2 separate regions of the Arachis hypogaea genome follow, and region 2 is linked to region 1. The links are chromatin contacts, called in public Hi-C maps. All regions are on one chromosome and are shown on one strand. Each heading gives the region's core, a stretch centred on a gene start, on an enhancer-like site or on the middle of the called end of the contact. The rest is flanking DNA. Distances are from core to core; before and after follow the strand shown. Region 1 has its middle 23 kb from the start of LOC112741962. Region 2 has its middle 3.5 kb from the start of LOC112741963.

Region 1 (4,515 bases), core at 1,058-3,557:
AAGAAGAGACCAATATAACAGTTTAAAAAATAATATAAAAATAATTTTTAAATAAAAAATAGATAATATTAAAATTTTTAATACAAAAGTAAATTGGATAGATAGATATTTAAGAGATAAATATGAAATACATGTTTAAAACAAATAAAACAGACAAAAATAATTCTCTATTTCTTAAGAGTACTCCCATTTTGTCTGTTTTATTTATTTTAGGTATGTATTTTATATTTATCTCTTAAATATTTATATAATTTATTTTTCTATTTAAAATTTTAATATTAAATATTTTTATTTAAAATATTTTTTTTAATTTATTTTTTAAACTATTATATTGATCTCTTCTTTAATATAATATAAAAAATATTTTTTCATAAAAATAATTTATTTAATTATTAATTAAATAACAAAGTACTAATAAATTAAAAAAATAAAAATACTATAAAAATACGGTAAAAAAGTTAAATTTTATCCTTTTAAATTTCTGTTATTAATTTTAATAATATATTTATTTTTAAATAATATATATGATAAAAAATATGTTTATTTTTTTGGAGTACAAATTTTATTATTATATTTGTATGTTCATGATTTTAATTATACTTTTAAATATTTTAAATAGATTTATTTTATTATATTATATTTTACATATGAATATATATTCCATCACGTACTTAAATAAAGATAATAAAAAAATTTAATAACTAAATTAACCATTAATTGCGTGGGTAAGCAGTGATTCATGGCAAAAAAAAGACGCTAGCTATACCGAAAAGGACGATGAAGTTACGGACGATAGAATTCAACGACGTTACTAAAGAATGATGCACTGAAGAAAGAGAGATTGTGTGGGAGGACAGTAGATAGCGACCACGTCGACGCTTCTTGTCACGAACGCGACGGCAGTGCTTGGAAGGACCTAATCTAGGTGATGAAGTGACGAAGAAAGAATGGAGTAGTGAAAATGTGTTTCAATTAACGGGAGTTGGATTTTGATATTTTAAAAAATTATACCAATTTCAATCTCAAACAATAAATTACAAAATAACCCAACTATAGTTAAGATAAGGACCAATTACAATGTGACACATGATAAAGGATAAGTTACATGTTATTTTAGAGGAATTGAGTAGCATTCACCATATTAAGAATGTCGATTAGACGGATAGAGTAAGTTCGGTACTCAAATAAGATCTTATTCGTTATGGGTTGATTTTTAATTCACTCTGATTGGATTAGAACAGCTTCAACATATAATCGCAGATGTGGGTACGGTTGTGTTACTAATCTTACTAGAAGCTAGTGTATTAATTTAATATTATATATATATATGAAAAATATTAATTCTCGGATAATATTATCCACGCATCTTCAAATTCAATATTCTATTATTCTTAACCGTTATTCTAATTGCTAAATAACCAATTTTTTCAAGTTTTGTTCTTTGAAAATAGTCTTACCATATTTTAGAATTAAGGTGATGTCCTTATTGTACATTGTCCAATCCCTTGTGGAAGCAAAACCCTAATATCCGTACGTATATGCTTCTTATTAAAACGTAAATCACTAAATCATCATCTACTTACATACACTGGTCAAACAAATTATAAAAGGTCAGCTTTTGTTTTAAATTAAAGAATAACAAATGCAATGTCCAAAATACTTGTTGTCATGTTTTTCTAAAATAATTCATGCATGACATATAAATATATAATTTTTTATACAAATATATTAATATACATTAAAATCAGTAACTAATATAAATATATATTAAAAATAAATTAAATTATATATACTTATATACACAAATATATAATTATTAATTTATTGTGTGCATAATATTTTTGTTTATTTTTTTTAATTCTTTTTCCTGTTAACCTTCTAAAACTGAAACAATTGACTACTCGAAAATTGGCACAAACAGTTTATTGGTGTATTATTAATATAGAAAATGTTTGGTAATAACAAAAAAAAATTAGCTAAAAATAGCCATAACTTACTAGTTCTGACTAAATTAGACAATTAATAAATATTAAATAAGACAAATTCTAACTGTTTTTTTTTTTAGCATTATTAATTAATAACCAATAAATATATAGACTATAGTATAGCGACATATATGTCACTGTTGATTACTAATTTCTCCAGACTTTAGGAAGATTCATTAATGAATGAATGAAGCATTATTTAGCTAGGTTTGATTTTGTTAGTTTAATTTATAATTAGTGAGGCTCTTCATTAAAAATTAATGTAGACTACTAGATTTAGAGCCTCATCACGAGCTACATATCAAGTTGTGCATATGCTGCCACGTGAAGAGTGTCTTCTTGATCTTTGGTTGCAAAATAAAACAAAATCTTGATTACATAATATATAGTTCCAGCTATCAAATTTTGAATCTTCTTCATGTATCACTAATTAAATCAATTATTATTGTGTACCACATAAATTTCTACTCTTTAATTAATTAACTACTTCATTATTTGGATTTTGGTTAAATAATAATAATAATAATAATAATAATGATAATAATAATAAATGTAAAGTATATTTTTTTGTTTTTAAATTTTATCAAAAGTTTTAAAAATATCTCTAAATTTTATTTTATTTTAATTTTATTCCTTACATTTTTAATTTGTATCAATTGTATTCTTGACAACTAAATTTTCAAAAGACTTAAAAGACAAATATAACTACTTGACAACTAAACTTGATTTATTTGTATTAAAAGTTATTTTTAATAATTTATTATTAAATTAATCCTAAATTTTTTAAAAAATTAACTTCTAAAAAATACATTTGATGAAAAAAATACTTTAATAGTAACAATAGTAATATGCACTCTACCAAAATCTTATTACATGAATTAACATAGATGATACTTTTGGAGATCAAAAGAGCAGCGTCAGTTATATATCTCTGTGACAGATTATATTCATCGTACCTAAATTGTGGCCTTCAATTATATCATCTCCCAATTATTGTGTGATATCATTTCACACACACACATGAAAGAATCACACTACATATTTTGTAACTATTTATATAACACTTCTCAGCCTCTTAAAGTACTCTTTGAGCACATAAACATATCTTTTAGAAAAATGTGAGTTTTTAACCTAAATAAAATAATGGTAATATATAGTTGCGAAAGTCACAAAGGCTCCGATGACAAAGTTGAATGTATGTACGGGTTCAATGACTATAGTTGCATTAAAGTTGTAATTGTAATGGCTATGATATATTCAATCAATTGAATATATATATTTCTAAAAACTTATGTCTTTAAAAGTTGTAATTATTGTTTGAAGATATTACAAATTTTTTTAATAATAAATAATACAAGTTTACAAAAATATATTAATTATATATATATGCTTATATTTGTGAATAATTTAAATTCATAATATATATTATAGGTATTTAAAAACAGTATTATACACTAGTATTACTGACAAGTTATTATTTATATATTCATTCTTGTATAGTACTATATATTCATAAATAGGTATAGTTAGTACGTAGTTAATATTATATATACTTGTATATGTACATAATACTTTCTACAAATATGACTTTTTAAAAAAATTATTTTACATAAAATAAAAACAACGACAAGCATTGCACATACTACAATGTCAAATTTATAATTTTAAAATAATAAAATATTTATAAACATAAATTTGATCCTTAAAATTTTTATTCTCAAAATCTGACTCTTACATTTTTTTTACTTCTCTTTCATAATTTTATAATATACTTTTCATTTTTATAGTATTTAGTATTTACTAAAGTTCTAAAAACCGAACTGATCATTAAACCATTCTAATTACTAATTTATTGGTTCATAAGTTCAACCAATTTGATCGTAGTTGAATCGAAAAAATCGTTTTATAATAAAATAATAAATATAAATAAACTGATATCATATAACCATGCAGGCAAACTCAACAATTATATTGAATTAAGGAAAGTATAAGGTATAGTGTGAATAATTCAACCATCAATAAAATAAGCAAATTCACAATCATTAAGAAAGAAGATTGAATTAGTGAGAGGGTGAGCTTCTTGCAGCAGAGAAGAGGGAGAATTGAAACAACAATCAATGAAACCATGCTAGCTGCCCCTTTATCTATTCCTCTATTATAAACACACCAAATATAGTTATAGTCTAACAAATTTCAACAAATCCAAATTAATATACTCACTAGCAAGAACAATCTCAACAGCAAAAATCACAATAACAATAATTTAATGAATTAACAAGAACAAGATTGGAATAAAAAAACCAACAACCTAATAACAAAAAACAAAAGCAATCTATATCCCAAGAATTACAATAATAACAATTAAAAAAAAACACAGCAACCCAATAATCTGAAGAACAATAATAGGTATATCAAACAAACAACAACAAAATTTGAATAGAAAAATCCAACAAATTAAATCACAGCAACCTAACAATTTAGCAAATTAAGACAATTACAGCCCAATAATTTAGCAAATTATCAACTAAAC
Region 2 (4,515 bases), core at 821-3,320, 39 kb after region 1:
GCTAAATTAATTAGAAAAAATTTATCATCTTTTGATCCTTATAAGAGTAACTATACTCTATATTTTGGCTCTTTCCTTTACTCAATACACGTGTTAAACCTTATTATTATATAAACTAAAACAATAAAGTATAAAAGAGCTTGAATTGAATGAAATGATGAATCAGCTAAAAGATTATTGGTCAATCAGTAGCAATTTGATTTCAATGGTAAGCCAAGCATCAAATCATATACAAAAAGAAAAAAAAAAACAAATTATTCTCATGACGTACCCCGAATATATGTAAAAGAGAAGAAAGAGATCAAAATAATCAATAAAAAGGACAATAATTATTACTATGAGTCTATGATGTAGAGGGAAGTCTTGCCTTTAATTTGTTTCCTTATTTTTATAGCTTGATGATTAATTAATTTTTTAATATTTTTTAAAAAATAAATGTTGTATTATCATTATCATTATGAAAATATTTGATAATAAAAAAATTAATTAAAAATAATTAAAATTTATCTTATTTATTATTTATTAATTATTTTTATAATTAATAAATTTAAATAAACTAAATTTAAACAATTTTTTTTATCTTTCTAATATTATGGTTATCATTATTACTCTTTTCGTACACCTAAAAAATATGATTATTATTCATGTCTTTGGAGAACAAAAGTGCTAAAGAAAACCGTAGTTGACTAGTTGCTAACGAACTATTATCAGGATACTGTTTCCTTCGTGATCTTTTGTCTTGTTTGGTTTGTTTGTTGTGTTTTCTAATAATGGTTGAAATGAAATGGGGCAGTTGGTGATGAAACAAATCAAAAGTTGGCCATGATGAAATGTCATTTGCTCTCAAAAATGGAATCTTTACCTTGATTTCGCCAAACACTGGGACAAATGTTTATTTAGGTGTTTCTTAATTATGGTAATTTTGTTATTTATTTATGTAATGTTTTAATTTATTCGCTTAAACTTTTTAAAACAAATAATTTGTTGATACTGTATCAAAATTTTTATAACATACATATAAAAAAAATTTATAACATAAAGATATAAGAATTTTTGTTAATTTCAAAAATTTTAGCATAAGATATATTTAAAAATATACAAAATTTATAAAAATCCTAAAAAAGAATTTTTTGCTTGAAAAGACGTCATATATATATATATATATATATATATATATATATATATATATATATTTGTTGACGGAAATGTGATAAATCTAAAACCATTAATATACTTTGTCCTGTTAATCAAGCAATTTTATGAAATTTTTTTCATGATATAGTGCCCTAAGAATTAAGAGTAAAGTACATTTTCATGGGCCAATTAGTATCATATGTAGTATTAAATTAGCCTTTCTCTCCTTTAAGGATCTCGTGTTTCTATCCAGTATCAGAAAAAAGAAATAAAAGAAAAGAATTGTTAGATTGAAATTCATGAAAGACAAAATTAGAGGGAATATTTAAATCAAAGTTTAACTCTTATATTGCATTATTTTGCACATAGCTAGTGATTTAATCAGGTATTTATGTTTATATGACTCTTAAATAGTACAGATGATTAAGTTAATATTATATGATTAGATATTAAAAACTTATAATGACAACTTAGATTTTTTTTTTAAGAAAGAATATTTATAAAGGAGTTAATTGAATGAAAAAAAAAAAAACCCTGGAAAGCTAATATTCATCAGTAAATTGTCATTTTTTCTGCTCGCCCTATATCATATTATTGGTTGGGGAAAAAAAGTTAATTCTCTCGTTGGACTCTAAATTAAGTTATCAAAGGCACAAGTGGGACCAAATTAAGATAAAGAAAAGAAAGAAGAGAACCCTAATACGTTTGGTAAAGGGAGCAGCCCTAATATGTAGGGTTTTATCCACAACCACCACATATATACAAGTCACAACTGCGACCTAATTAATCAATTGAGAATGCAAGCAATGCAACAATATAATATTAATTAATAATAAAAATTTGATAGAGGTAAACTACAAAAGCAAAAGCATGTGACACTATATCCATTAATCAGAGGATACTATTGAAAAAGGTTTTCATATTATTATTATATGTATAATAAATTAATAATGTATGTATGTGTGGTCCTTTCTCCTTTGCCCTTCCATTTGGTCTGCCTAATATGTCATTGTTTGTCAACCAAAGACAGAGAAACCACCCAAAGCTAAAGACAAAAAGAGGGCATCCCTCAACTGATTCCACCAACCTACCCATTTTCTTTTTTTTTTTTTAAGGATAGATCTATCTTAAAATTAATTAAAATGATGGGAGGTTTATTATCTCAATTTTAGAAATAAAAAATTTAAGGTTACTCTTTTCAATAAGTAGATTTTCCAAAATTTAGAAGTGTGTTTAGTTTGAATTTTTATTTTTAAAATTTTATGAAAAATTAAAGTAAAAACAAAAATAATATTTAGTTATTTTTATTGTTTTCCTTTTTTATATATAAAATTTTTAAAATAAAAAAATACTAAAATTAAAAACGCAAATCAAACCTACTATAAATTTGTGTCTTCCTTATTTTTACAAGAAACGAAATTGTATATCACTGGTCTAACAATTTTTTTATTATAAATTTATACATTATTTTGCACATAATTAATAATTAGCAGACAGTATTAAATTGTGATTATGTTGGTGTAGGGACGAAGTGGTAGCAAAAGCACATGGGGGAACAGTATCTTTAATACTACTTGTTTAGATTAGTATTAACCAAATCCTGATTAACTCATAAATAATCAATCCTCATCCCAAAATGTTTTGAAGATTTTTTTTTCTCAGAGTTTTATTTTCATTGTATTGTAGATGTACAAATATTTTACATGAAAGTGTTATCACATACATACACAGAAATAACTAATAACTTATACACCTTAAAAAACCCACTTTATTTATACTAATAGATAAATAATAGACATCATTTTTATTTTTTTATTAAATATGTAAAATAATAAAAGAGTGGAGTTAATGTGGTTACTATTTCGTTTTCAATCCTCTTTGTCCTATTCATATATAAATATAACAGATACATATAGTAGATAATAAAAACTAATTAAAATTTAACGTAAAAGAATTTAATACTAATAGTGCATTAGTGCATATAAATAAATAAACAACTATATTAAATATATACCAACTATATGTATTTATGTAAAAATATATAATGATTAATTTTAGTAGTTAATTTTAATGCAGATGTACGTAATAGTTTTGATAAATAAAATTAAACTCTTCTTATATATTTATTTTAAGAGACTTTGAAGATTTTTAGTATTTGAAAAAGTATAAAACTAATTTTTAGTTGGTTAATATTAGTTCATATTTTTTAATTTTAAAAAATTTAACTTTTTTTAAGAGAATTTAATTTTTTAAAATTTATAATTAAAAATCAAAAATTAAATATTTATTACTTAAAATTTAAAATTTAAAATAAATAAAATTAAATAATCTATTTAAAAAAACTTAAAATAATATCTATTAAAAAGAAAGAATTGATTCTCTTAAACATTAATCTTTTACTTCTATGGCTTGGTTTGGAGGAAGACCCTGCTGTACGGTCGCTGATGAATACTAGTAAAAATGTTCCTTAGCTTTCATTGGACAGCATAAAAAAGCTTTATCATAAAATTTTTCAAAAAGTACTTTGGAAATTCCTAATCCTGTTATTGATAAGTCAATCTAAAATTATGTTGTTGTTCACTTGATCTATCAACTTTCACTGAACAATTTAATTATAAATGTTTTAAGGATTTATCTATCATGTATTTTTTAAGACACATATTAAAATTATAAAATAAAAAAATTTATTAAAAATATAAAAAAATTAAATTTTTAATATATTTATTTTATATTTATTAAATAAAAATATTTAAAACTTTTTATTAGTGATAAATTTATTATGTGTCTTTAAATGTGAGCTAAACCCATGTTTTATTTAGATCAATAATTTGGATTACATCATCGCTATATCAAAACAGTATAATTTTAAATATTTATTTACAAAAAATTCCTATATAAATGTATCTGAAATTTGACATGTAAAAAATCATATCAGAGTAATGCACCAAATGTCAACAGAGAAGTCACATAAAAGTGAATCGTCGTCATTGGTTTTCATATTTTATTTCTACCTATTAACTGTTAATTACTTAATTATGATCTTTTTCTATTTCTAAAGAATTGTTATGAAAGAACAAAACTTTTCTATTTGTTAATTTGTTTGAAAGTAACATAATGGGTGTATGTAAGGGCACAGATACCCTCTTCTTTCACATGACTAAAATGTCTTTAATTTCATTGTTCATAATATTATAGGGCCGATTTAAGAAAATTTATAATTTTTTTAATGATAAAAGATATATTTTTAATTGACAGTTCAAATGAAAGATGAACTAAAAGATAAGTTATATTATATACCAAATTTATTACATGAAAAAATAATGCTTACAACCTAATCAAACAAATTTAATAACAAAATTAAATCTATGAATAATAAAGATA

What was found. A called contact is a pair of places that touch in the nucleus more often than the background predicts.
Region 2: a contact with region 1 is called in a Hi-C map of leaf, with 4 times the contacts expected there. The contact joins two enhancer-like sites. A contact is called at or near these places in 3 of 8 Hi-C or Micro-C datasets (leaf and an unstated tissue).

The regions. Positions count from the first base shown.
Region 1 is chr14:36,014,239-36,018,753 of arahy.Tifrunner.gnm2.J5K5, forward strand. No RefSeq gene overlaps it. Among protein-coding and RNA genes, the nearest start is that of LOC112741962, 23 kb to the left of the region's middle. Within about 2 kb of position 2,308, at least 1 of the 3 cell types and tissues checked has open chromatin away from gene starts, as enhancers often do.
Region 2 is chr14:36,053,116-36,057,630 of arahy.Tifrunner.gnm2.J5K5, forward strand. No RefSeq gene overlaps it. Among protein-coding and RNA genes, the nearest start is that of LOC112741963, 3.5 kb to the right of the region's middle. Within about 2 kb of position 2,071, at least 2 of the 3 cell types and tissues checked have open chromatin away from gene starts, as enhancers often do.